Linked DNA regions of Mus musculus: region 1 is linked to region 2. Evidence: chromatin contacts called from public Hi-C data. All regions are on one chromosome and are shown on one strand. The core of a region is the stretch at or near the end of the contact, and the rest is flanking DNA. Distances in the headings are between cores, read along the strand shown.

Evidence for each region. Hi-C and Micro-C count contacts between places; a contact is called where the count stands out from the background.
Region 1: a contact with region 2 is called in a Hi-C map of liver, with 2.0 times the contacts expected there. The contact joins two enhancer-like sites. A contact is called at or near these places in 1 of 15 datasets of contacts at CTCF or cohesin (the NIH/3T3 cell line) and 3 of 484 Hi-C or Micro-C datasets (cortical neurons and liver).

Annotation. Positions count from the first base shown.
Region 1 is chr1:174,994,705-175,001,141 of GRCm38.p6, forward strand. No RefSeq gene overlaps it. Among named protein-coding and RNA genes, the nearest start is that of Grem2, 76 kb to the left of the region's middle. Within about 2 kb of position 5,032, at least 8 of the 459 cell types and tissues checked have an H3K27ac peak or open chromatin away from gene starts, as enhancers often do. A contact at or near this core is called in liver, where this site is marked.
Region 2 is chr1:174,798,054-174,804,477 of GRCm38.p6, forward strand. The region is part of intron 16 of Fmn2 (formin 2); the gene reads left to right. Among named protein-coding and RNA genes, the nearest start is that of Gm51689, 44 kb to the left of the region's middle. Within about 2 kb of position 2,363, at least 4 of the 459 cell types and tissues checked have an H3K27ac peak or open chromatin away from gene starts, as enhancers often do. A contact at or near this core is called in liver, where this site is marked.

The DNA.
Region 1 (6,437 bases), core at 3,782-6,281, 200 kb after region 2:
CCGCAGCTGGCACCTGCTGCTGGACTGTCATTCCAGCTACCACGGGAGACAAGTGGTCGGTAGATTTGCATCGAAATGGCTACTTGCTTTATCTTGGCAAGTAATAACACCAGTGCTTTGTGGGTGTGGTTCTGCATCTTCTTATGTGAAATGGCCATTGAAATTCTTTCTCTAGTTTGCTACCTGATTCTCTTTTATTTCTTTGTCAGTTTTCCCAGGATGTAGTCCTCTGTGCATGCATGTGGAGGACAGAGCAGGGTATTGGGTATCCTCCGTTATAGATATATTTCTTGATTGGTCATACTGTAAACGTGAAGGCCTGGATTGCTATTTAGGCATAACTGGGATTACTGATGAGTGATGACCCTGTCTGACTCATCTGTGTAATCCCCAGATACAGATGAACTCAGGTGATGGCAATGACCTTGATGTGGAAAGGAAATCCAGGATAAGGGCCAGGAACAATTAGTGCACTGAAGTCTCATGGAATTAAAGGGATTACATTTTCCACTAAGCATACAAATATCCTTCAAAACCAAGGGCATCATTACTGGGTGCCTGCATTGTTCATTTGCCTTTAAGAAAAGCAGGTCACACTTTTATCTGGCTTTGACAAGCCACTGAGGGGCAGAGTCTCCTGAGTGCAGGCCCTGTGTTCATCCTCTAAAGAAAGCAGAAAGCAAAAGACCTTTTTACCACACCGAGGATAGTCAATGCAGTAAAGATACTCTCTGCATGTGTTGGTATGAAACAAATCCAGAAGGTCTAGGTGCTGAAGGTGGTGAAAACACTCAGAACTCAGACCACACACCTTTCTCTTAGGAAATATAATACATTAAATTTCTCTCCACTTCACGTCTAATATTGTCTTCATCTGGCACAAAGAGAAAAGACTGGGCAATAGATATGTCGGCTGGCAGTCAGTTTAGGCATGGGACTGGGACACCCTTTTTTTGCTTTCTTGCCAAACCACATGGAGTTTATATGTGCTTTGCAAGCCTTATAGGATAGCTGCTGTCCAGATCTACCCTCTAACTGCTAATTAGCCTTCGGCTTCTGTTTTTACTCTAAAACATCAAGAACTTGGAAAAAAGACTTTGGGTCTTGGTTTTCTATACTCCAAGAACCATATTCTCTCTTCACTTTCTCTTCAATTAGCTCTTCTGGATATACGTGCAGATCTATAAATGGTAAACACTCAGACTTAGGTTCCTATTTCCTGTTACAACATCACCAAGAGTGGGAGAGGGGATAGCTGGACTGTTTTGGAAGCCTTTTGACCTGACCTTGTTTATTTGGCAACTTAAGAAAACTCAGACCAAGCAGAGTGAAGAACTGAATGAAGAGAGCATTTTATAGAACTCCTCTCTGCTGATCATTTAAGACTTCAACAGATCAAAAGGAACTCTACTAACAAACATTATGAGGGTTCAAGTAATTTCTATTCTAAGGCTCACGCAGCTGATGCCAGCACAATCTTATTGATTCTTTGGTTGTCTAAGGCCAGGATCCACTGCTGTCTTCAATATGAATAACTTCTAGCAGAACAACAGGAAAGTGACACCGAGCAGTATGTGGGTTACAAACCAAGTGGTTCTGCAGGCTCTTGATAATTTGCCATGAAATTCTTATTTAGCAAATCCTGGAAGCAGGCTTGAGGTGCAGCCTGCATTTTGTATTTGCCAAAGAAAGAAAGGTTTGGTATCTCTGCCTCTTCTTCCCAGATTTTCCATCTGGGATATGAATCCCATGCTTTCCTCTGACTGGTTGTTGTAAGTCATTCTGCCTTTTCAATTCAGACTTCCATCTTAACACTGGGACTCACGGGCTGAAGAAATGCTCTTAAACATGTTTTCTTCTTGTACCTCTGGAACATGACCAGACCATTAGGCCATTCCTGGTGCAAAATATGATTGAGAAACAATCATTTGAGAGGGAGGGAGATACTGTGTCATTCCATGCCGGGCAACTGTCTTAAAATCCATAACAGTGACACAGTCATGTAATACTTTTCTGAGATCTTAATGGTTTGAAAAAATGCTACCTGTTAGTAAAAAACATAATAAAAATGTTAATATGCTTAATTGTCAATTCACAGTGAAAGAAATTTAGCATGTACTCCTTCTTGGTATGTCATACTCTCCACTTAGCTATTTTATTTCCTTGTATTTTTCTTGGAGGCAGGCTGGAGGGCATCAATCCACCACTAATATTTCCTTAGGACGGAGCTGACCTTCTCTCGCTAATAGCCTTGCTTCTCTTTACCTGTCCAGTAATTTACAAAATGGATTCAAAGGCAGAAACTAAAGAAATTAAAAAAATAAAAGAAAAAAGAAAGAAAGAGAGAGAGAGAGAGAGAGAGAGAGAGAGAGAGAGAGAGAGAATCAAGGACTCAGAAATCACTGGGTGCAGGAGTTACTAGTTTGTTATCCATGCAAAATGAGCATCAGTGACATTTCACAAGCCAAGCCAATGGCAGAGCCATGCACAAATGCACGCACACACCATTACAATTCTTGTGGATGAAGATAGTAGGTTTTTTGTGGATTCTCAGAGCAACGCTACACTCCTACAGATAAAGAAGCTCTCAAGTTGCAGTTGCTTTTTCTTCAAACATGTGCAGCTTCTGTGATTTACTACATAATATATGTACTATCCAAAATATAATAACATATGAATATACTAATACTCTATAATATATTATACATAATTACGATTATATATTATGCAATAATATATAATATAGATAGTTGTGTTGCAGTTTTAGGTTTTTGCTTTGTATCTACTCTCTAAATTGTTCAAAGAAAAGAGATTGTGTTGTTCTACATTTTGTGCATTTTTATTTTATTCTGGTTAGAGCCTGGGTGACCTTGGGAAAACCAGGGCTCTATGTCTGGCTTCTCACCTCTTTCCTCTGGCCGGCAGGACAGTGTCAGCCGTCAAGTGGTATGTGATTCTCCCTTTTACCCAATTCTTATCTGTTTCTAGAAAGCCTTGAAATTATTCCATTTTTTCCCTTCACTCGAAAATGTACACAGCATCCCAATCCAGAGGAATTTGTACAAATCATGTGTTCTTTGGGGGATTTTGAGCTGGTACACTCTGGGAAGCCTGTCTTGCTCTGCTTTGTATCATCCTGTTCTCATATACAATAGTAAATTCGTGCTTATTTTAAAGGCTATCTGCCTTTGCAACCCACTTCTATAAGAGAAGCAAAATGGCCTTTAATAGGAAGAGAACATTAAATGCATAGAGAATTTGTTCTCCATCTCTGGGGGAACTTTTAGGATAGCTGTGTTTCAAGACTAGTGAGATGATTCAGTTAACAGAGTGTTTTTGCCATGCAACATGAAGACCTTAGCCCAGCTCAGCACCCAAATAAAGTCACAGACACAGTGACACTCATCAGCAACCCCAGTGGTGAGGTGGCCCCCGGGGTGTGGTGGTGTAAGAAATAGATCATGAAGTCTGCTGCCTAGTTATTCAGTGAAGTCAGTGAGCTGCAAAAAGATAAAAAAGAAAGGTAAATATCATGAGACCCTCCAAGTAGCCTGTAGCTTGACAGTCTTCCTGAAGTAGATACACCATTGAGCTGAATAAAGCAGGCAAGGGCCTTTCCTGGGGAGTTATTTCTCAATAGTTGGACTTCAGGACAATGGACTGAGATAAAATTCAAAGTTCGCAAGTTGGATTTTTTTCAAAGTGTTTTTAAAGTATTTTGAAAGGCTTCTAAGAAACATCTCTTAGAGATTTGAATTTTTCTCTCATTTTGCTAATAGATTCACATTTTCACTATTTCATAATTTTTTTATTAGGATAAATAGGAATCACTTACCTAATCAGTTACTATCTGTTGCTAAGAAACCAGAGATTTAGCCAAATGGTTCATCCCAGAAATGATGCAGGGGAGGAAAATGTTCTTATCCAACTTCTACTAAAATGTGGATATCCACATTTTGCTTCACTTTGCAAAGGTATTTGGGAGTGGTTTCTTTTTTCTTTCAGGACTCTGTTTTAACATTCTGTACTCTATTTCAACACTTTGTATGAACCAGTTTTAGAAAGTCCATCGGCTGAGTTTTGTACTGTGATTGCACTGTTTGTGCGATGCGATCACCTGAGACAGTCAGGGTCAATTGAATAGGAAAGCCTGAACTTCCAGTTAGTGAGCCAGGCAGGAAGGTGTGGTAGCTCCAAATGCATCCACGTACTGAAGGTATTTTTAAATATTTTGAATTCAAAGACTTGGTGCTAAAACCTGTAATCCTAGTTTCCTGCAGGGTCTGTCTTTTGTAGAAATTTTAAGTTTGGAGAACCTCACTGAAACAGGATGCCAGGCTGAGGTACGCCTTGATAGTTATGAAAAATAAACTGGACTGTCTAAATCGAGAAAAAAACCAAAACCTTACCTTTCAGATTTTAGCACAGAGGAGAAAAGATTCAAGTTATTCAATGACCCAAAAGATAGGAGAAACCAACCCATGCCACAGGCACTGTTCTTACTGTCACTTGAACTACAGAGCTAATCAGATCCCCCAAATCCCAACATCACCAACAGTGCTCATGGCTTACCAACTTCAACACAGATAAATGGCCCCATTAACGTCAGGGCAGTTGTGTTTGTCCAGGGAATAGACGTCTGTATTTTAAATTGCATTATCCAGATTATCCAAGGGATAAGAAATGTTTACTTTCACAGATTCCAGGCTTCTGAGCTGAGTTAAACAGGACAAGTTTAAAGGCAGGGGCTCAGAGAAGTACAGGGCATGTTGACAGCTCTGCTGTGGTCTGCAGAGGCTGAGTTAGGAGAATCCAAGCTTATCTCTGCGCTCCTGGGCTGAAAGCTGGGGGCTCTCAGGCCTTCCTGCTACCTGTGTCCTCTGCGTGGCTGCTGGTGTAAGATGGACAGGTAGAGGGAGTAGAAATGGCCTATGAAGAATTTGGCTTTGGATGAGTGTTCTCAGAATGTATATCCAAGGAATGCTCAATAGCCCCTGAAGGCTGAGAAGTGAACAAGGCAGCAGGGCAGGCAGCAAGTGTGGCCTTCTTCCACTACTGTTCAGACTCAGGTAGGGCTCAGCCTTCAGGAACAAACCTGTGTTCTTGTCCAGCCTCTAATTGCTGATTTTATGTGCTAGTTAGAGATTAAATGCTTCTTTCTTTCTAGTTGGAGGAAAGGCAGAGACAGAAGAAGAAAAAGAGAACACAGAAATCTGACAAGTTACCTCCCCTTTCAACCTTCCTTCAGCCGGGCTGAACAGGACTTGGACATGATAAGCTCAGAGCATGTGGCAGCTGCTTGCTGCCATCTGCTGTATTCTTTGTTGCTAGCAAGCAGAGGACCCTGGCTCCCCAAAGAGAAAGCAGAGGGGGAAATGGAGGTGTCAGAGAGGCTGTGTTAGGTGCCACAGTTTTCTGGCACATAGGAAATCTCCAGATATTGCATTTGTAGATTTCGACCACCTAGTCACCATTGTGAACGGACCGATGTCATGGTTGTGGGACATAATAATATATTTTTTCCTCCTCACTGTGATTGTCTTTCATCTCATTTGAGAGAGAGAGACAGAGAGAGAGAGAGAGAGAGAGAGAGAGAGAGAGAGAGAGAGAGATACATGGAGACTATTAGTTTTAAACAACTTAAGTTGCTTGAATGTCTAACACAAATGCTCTGTCATATAGTATAAACCATAACTGTTGATTGAGATTCTGGAAGGACAAGAAAGGATATATATCTAAAGATAACGAAGACATCCTGAAAACAGGATCACTATATTCTCCCTCCCTTCTAATGACCCAATTCCTCCATTTTCAGTCTTTCTCTGACTTCTTCAGTGTACATATTCCTGTTGGATGGATTCACTTTAAAAAGTCCATTATAATGTGGTACTTCTAGTACCAACCTTCAAACAAAATGAGTGAGGTTCACTTGGGGCTCATCTAGTTCTTGGTTTAGCAGTTGGCATGTCCCAGATCCAGGTATTAAAACATGATCTGCTTCTGGCCTTTGAAGAATGTAGCTCAGCCCTGATCTTTTATGGCCCATTGCTTCTTTGTCCTCTGCCTGCTGACTTTTGAAGTTCGAAGGAAAGACTTGACTTTACTTCCCCTGGTTATTGGCCATAGAAATGGATCAAGGCTGAACATGAATTCACCTCATTGACAACACAGGTCATGTTTTATCTTCCATTCACTTGCCCTTGCTAATAGTGCTAGCTTTACTAGTGGCTTACACAGTAAGTCTTTCATTTTGCCCTCCTGCCTGGTGGGTTTCTCTAGAGACTACAGGATAGGTTGAAGAGTGAAACTATGTTCAGTGACATTTGAAATAGAGATTTATAGAATTTTACCTGTTGGGTACAAATCTTCTGGCCACATATTCAGGATCTAGTAATAAATTCATTAAAGACATATTGTCTTTTGCTGTTGATCTAGTG
Region 2 (6,424 bases), core at 1,113-3,612:
CATTTGTTAAAAGTATTCTTGACCATTTAGCCAAGTTTATAGTAGAAATATCTTGGATCAAAATATACTTCCTGGAAAATATGAGTCAAAATTATCCTTCAAAAATAGTATCTTTTAACTTATATGGGCTGAAAAATGGTCCCATCAAAGCAAGAGTTTTAAAGGGGTAATTCTCACTTCCTTTAAGATAATTTCAAGGAATATGATGGTTATACCTATTACAGGAAGATGAGCAGATCAGTCAGGTTTGCATAATGGAAAATTAGCAAGTATTTTGATTTGAAAGGACTTCTGCTGTAGCCTGGATTTCTAAGATATCTGAAATCTTTGGAATCAAAGTGCTTCCCACCAGCCTTCTTGCCATGATGTGGCTCCCTGATGTCTCTGACTGTTTTGGGTGGGAGAATTCCAAGGCAGAAGTCTCTCCTCAGTCTGCCTCCGAGATTACCTCTCAAGCACGACTGGTTTCCCACAGTTGAAAGTAATATGTTTGAGAAGTTGGAGGTAATCCTTCTGTACTTAGAAAATGGGGGCTCTGGGATCAATAATGTCCAATCAGAAACTACGCTGGAAAGGCTAGAGAGGGAAGAGGTTGCGTTAGCCATGTTGTAGATATTAGTCCCTTTATGGAGCCAGTGGCAGAGCAGGACCAAGACATTTTTTTTTTATTATTCTTTGTTTTGTTTGAGTCTTTGGTGGTGTGAGGCTGACAGTAATAGTGAAAGGCCTTTTGTATTGTACTTACTAGCAAGCAGGCACCTCATGAAAGGTCACCTTGCTGATGATGAAGAACTAGCTAAAAAATTACAGAGCAGGCTTGTTTGCTAACATTTCCCATCAAGTCAAATGTCTAACAATGGAACTACAGCCCTCAGGACAAATTATTGTCACACAGATAGCTTGTGCTTTTTGCTTTATGGGGAATCTGTTGCTTATAGTTTGCTCCTCCTTGAAAGTAAACTACAAACTTTAAATCATTATTGTCCAAGTTTTTATATATATAGAATGTTTTCTGGCTTTATTCAAGTGCAGTTGACAAATTATGCTATCTGTATACATCCTGAAATGATTGTCATAGTCTAGCCAAATGATAAATCCATCACCTCACAAAATTGCATTAAGTTTTTCCTTTTGTAATGATAACCCTTGCCTGTGTAGGTTTAATATTACATCTTAAGAGTAACAATGCAAAGCCAAGCAAATGAATATAGAATTGTACCTAATAGAATCCCCAAACTGGTATAAAAGCATTTCTGCAGTGTATCCTCTCTGATTGTATGTTCAAATTAATATAGAGAGATGTAAGCAGTCCTTTTCCTCAATCTGTTTAATATCCTTTTTATTAGAACCCCATTAATATTTGTATTTTATTGAATCTCTTTCTATTTTGACTCATTTGTATATCTGCTTTTTGGATAAGATCTGTAATAATATACCTAGAATCCCTGACCCCTGAGAACCTTTCCAAGTTTGGAAAGTGTATCTAATCAGCTTCATCTGTCATTGTATCTTGAGGATGTTATACATCCGCTAAGTAATCTATCAGCTCTGTCTCCATCCTCTCCACTTTGTCCTGGCCATGTTCCACCTCCAATTGATTGCCCAGACCACTCCTTTCCTTTAGGACTTGTAGTTCAACTGGCACCGAGTATCACAGACTCTGTCTCCATCAAAGACAGTGTCCCTGGCCAACTTGTCTCCACAGCTCATTGATCCCCCTCTAGAGAAAGATAGCTCTGTCCCCTTGCTGAAACCTTCCCTGAATGATTTAAAATTTGATGATAAGCCATCAGAAGTACTGTTTAGGGAAGCTGTGTCTACAAACTGAGTGAGGCTCACCTAAGAGCGGTCACCTCTGCCTTTGTATAAGGACACAGACCTCTCCTGTATGTGTTGCCTCTGTTATCATCGACTGGGTAGAGAGAGCTCCTGATTCTACCTGGCAAAGAGAAGCTGGGGTCCAAACAGATGTCAAGGTGTGCTGGTGTCAGTGTATGGTCAGCAAGCAGATACATCCAATCCCCGTGGTACTTTTCTATTGGTTTTTATAATTAAATAGTTTGTTAGCAGGTATTCCTTTTAATTTTTAGTTTTATTTAATTTTATGTATATGGGTGTTTTGCTTACGTGTATATCCATGTTTCACTTATAAGCTTTGTAACCAAGGACAGAAGAGGGCATCAGATCCCTTGGAATTGGAGTTACAGACGGTTATGAGCCACTGTGTGGGAAAAAGAAACTGAGCCTTTGTCCTCTGGAAAAGCACCCAGTATTCATAAAAGGCTGAGCTATGGTGCCATTTCCAGGTAGTAGGTAGTTTTGATGAACATAGAATTCTGAGTGTGTTGGTTGTCACTCTGTAGCTGTATTTCGAGAGGTGGAAAGGACATGGTATCATAAGGTCATGTCCACGTCATCTAAGCCTTTGCAATGTCCTTCTGTATCTGGAATGGTTCCAAGAGATCACATGATGAGAGCTTGCCCAGGAGGAAAAGCTAGCAGCCCACATCAGATTCACCTGCTAGCCCCTGAGAGTATAGGGGTCCCTTGAGCTTCATTAACCCCAAAATGACCTTTGTCTCCAACAAATTATGAATCAGGAGGGAGCAAAACTACTGAGCTGCAGAAGGTGTGCCTATTTAATATCATCTGAATAGCACTGAGGTACACAAAAGGATTGCAACACTTAGGAAGGGAACATGATCCTAACAGTTGCTTTTAAAAGGAAGAAACTATACACAGTTATATTCACAATTTAGCATTTTGCTCTGTGCAATTAAGTGCTATTAAGATTATTCCATTTTGTAATTTGGGTATCTGAGGTGGGGTGCTTTGACTACCATGTTGAAAATTAAAAAAAAATTTAAATTAGTAACATAAACATTCACTCTCAGATAAATAATGAATATTCATAGAATATAAGATTCATTTTCTTCACTTAAAATAGTCAGAACATGACGGTTATATATAAGAATTCCTACTCCTCAGATTTTTACTTTGTCAAAAATAATGTCTTGGATCCGAGCCTCTAAATGTTGGTAGGTAAGGAAGAAGGAAATAATCCTTGATCTGACAAAATTAGGGCCCACATCTCGCTAGGTGTGTGCTATACCATGAGCTACATCCCTGGCTCTTGTGTTTATGAGATAATATGTCGCAGGATGACCCTGGATAATGTGGGCACATCCTCTGGCCTCTGCATCCCAAGTACTATGATTAAAGGCATGCACACCAAGTCTGGCAGTCATTCATCCTTAAATAGTTGCAATTATCATCATGTATCTAGACAATGTGTATCTTGCAGAAGTAAAGCACATCAGAGAGTGTTCATAAAAGATCTTAATTTTATTAAATGGGATCATTTTAAAAATTAACCTCTAGGGTTCAAATTCTTCATTCTAGGGTGAACATTTTTGGAAAGTTTGCTAAAATTACATTTGGCCACTTTAAAGTTTTCCAAGGGTGTGGGGGAGGTAAATAAGATGATACATGGGGGGTATATTTCATCAGCTAAGAGAATATTTGATGCTCACAGATAAACAGAAGGTTTCTTTTGAAATGCCAGACTTCATGTGGCTATGAATGAATCCTTAATTTTTAACATGGACATGTCCATATCTGTACTGAGTTTTCTCATGGGTTGTGTTCCTATAGCCTCTCATTCTTCTAGACCTTTCTCTTTTACAGAGGCTAAATATAGTAAGTGCTAAGAACATGAGATTATATTGTAGAAGACCTGTATTTAATGGTACATGTAAAACTTGACCTCTTGGTTTACCACTCTGGCACTCAGTTTTCCAACCCGTAAAATGGACATACTGATATTGTTTAGATCCTGGAGTCACTTGAATGAGCTTCTGGATATAAAACATTTAACATAGTCTCAATATAAACCTCTCAAATAGCATTATCATTAGCAAATTCATGTTCTAAAGGTAAGAAATACTGTTAGAAATTCTCAACATTGGAATTCACAGAAAACATAGCTTTATTATACCGACCATTCTTTCTACAGTATGTATTTCCAAGTCTTGAATTTGTATGCTGACAATTATAAAATGGTGAAACTGGGAAGTTATTTTAGCTTAATTGGTATTACTTTCTAACTTGTAGAACAGAAATAATAATCTCAAATGGTCACAGTATTAAAACAATTTATGATATTCCCTGAAATTTTCCTAACACCGTGAATAGCTCATTGTAAGTGCTTAGTGTTCTGAATAGTACCATGGGTCTTGAGAAATGACTGTTAATGGGCAGGCTTGGTGGCATGAGCCTTTTGTCCTAGTGCTAAGAAAGCAAAGGCAAATATCTGTGAATTCAGGGAAAGCCAGGTCTATATAGTGACCCCCAAGCCTGTCAAGGGTACATAGTGGACATCTGTCTCACAAAAAGAAAAAAAAGTCATGGCTATCGTGAATGAACACAGTGTGTACCTCTCCATGTATAGGAGAGTACAAATGAACTGGATGGAGTGAGGTAGAATTAGAGAAGGAGAATGGGGGGGGGGTGGAAGAGACATTAGAATAAGATTAATGAAATACAATAAGATAAGGTAGATAATAGTACCTGAAATAGAAGATATGGAACACAGAGAATATAGCATCAACCTCTCTTCCTGACAGCTCATATCTCTTTTTATAAGCAGCAGTATTCACTCTTTTTTTGTTTTTGTTTTTTGTTTTTGAGACAGGGTTTCTCTGTATAGCCCTGGCTGTCTTGGAACTCACTCTGTAGACCAGGCTGGCCTTGAACTCAGAAATCCGCCTGCCTCTGCCTCCCGAGTGCTGGGATTAAAGGTGTGCGCCACTAGTATTCACTCTTAACTGATAAAACCAAGACAGAGTAAGTTTCCGTGGGACCCAGCTCTGCGGAATGAATGAAACAGGCATTCTTTTGTGTGCACCCACAGCAGTTATTCATGTTTGTTCTTTTGCTTTCTCTTTACCAGCACATTTCTCTCTAGCTAATTATGATTGCTAATATGAATCTCATATTAAAGCTTCACCATATTGCAGGTCCCTGTTTAATGAAGAACTATGTTGTATAGCTTTAAAGAACAAAGATTGAGCCTCTGGCTGTCTGAGCAGTCCTCTCAGTTAAAAAATAAGCAAATCATGAAAAGAGCTAGAAGTATAAAATTTGGAGTTTGATATAGAAGTAAAGCTAGATCTGTTTAAAGTAGGAAGTGTTACAGGAGCTAGAGGCCAGATAACATTGATGGTAAGTTAGATATAATAGTAGAGAGAGAATTGTTTGTTTTGAAAAAATGGGTGGATGGGTACATGGATGAATGGATGCCTATATGTATGCACATATAAGTGGATGGATGGATGCATGCATGCATGCATAGATGTATGGATGTATGGATGCATAGGTAGATGGATGGATCGATGATGGCTGAATGGATAGATGGATGAATGTCTACATGCATGGATGTACTGATGGATGGATGGATGCATAGATGGATGGATGGATGGATGCATAGATGGATGGATGGATGGATCATGAAAATCGCACAACTATTTAAGAAGAACACAAATCGCACAACTATTTAAGAACACAAACCTTTCTGAGAAGGCAGAATCACTATGCATAAAGGTTTAAGTGCTGCCCACTTGGTAGTTTTGTACTTCATCTCTCCGCAGTAAATATAAAATTACCCAAGTCAACTCTGCCACTAAGTGCCATCCAATAGGCTGCTCCTCACTCAGATGAGAAAGAGAAAAGCCAAGCGCTGTGCACAATCTCTCAGCTGTGAGAGGCAGACATATAACCACCAGAAAGCTGGTGGGTCATCACAGGATGCAAATATGCCGCCTTCAGAAGTATATAGTTACTCCTCATGCGTAGTGATTAGAAGCAAGTTGTTTTATCATTCTGATTTTATAAAAGCTAAGAATTAAGTTCTCATATTCAAGGCCTTGATTCCCAGGAACCATTTCAATCCCCTACTTAGTTATTTAATGACTTCCCTAATAGAAATAAGGGAGTTCATGAACATCTAAGGATAAGAATGGTAATAATACAGTTTCACTCACTGTCCTATAGTCTGGAGTCATGTTTTCTTATCTACAAATTGAAAACACAAAGAATGTATGAAACAAAGAATTATTCACAGATATGCAGAAAACTTACGTGTCAGCAAAACTCAACTTTTCTGAGGTGTTTATAATCTCTATTTATCCAATTTACCATAAATGTTCATAAACGTACTATAGCAATATTGAACTTTATTAGCTCATGCTACCTGAGCCTTTTGGTAGTGTAATATTCCATACTCCTGTCTAAAATGGAGAAATGTCTCAATTTTGTAAGACATCTGGCCAGAAAATTATAGGGTAAAGGATTGTAGAATGAGTACATATTGGGCTGAGTGAAATATGCAAGGGATGGCCTTTCTGTTCTAGCTAGAAACACGAGA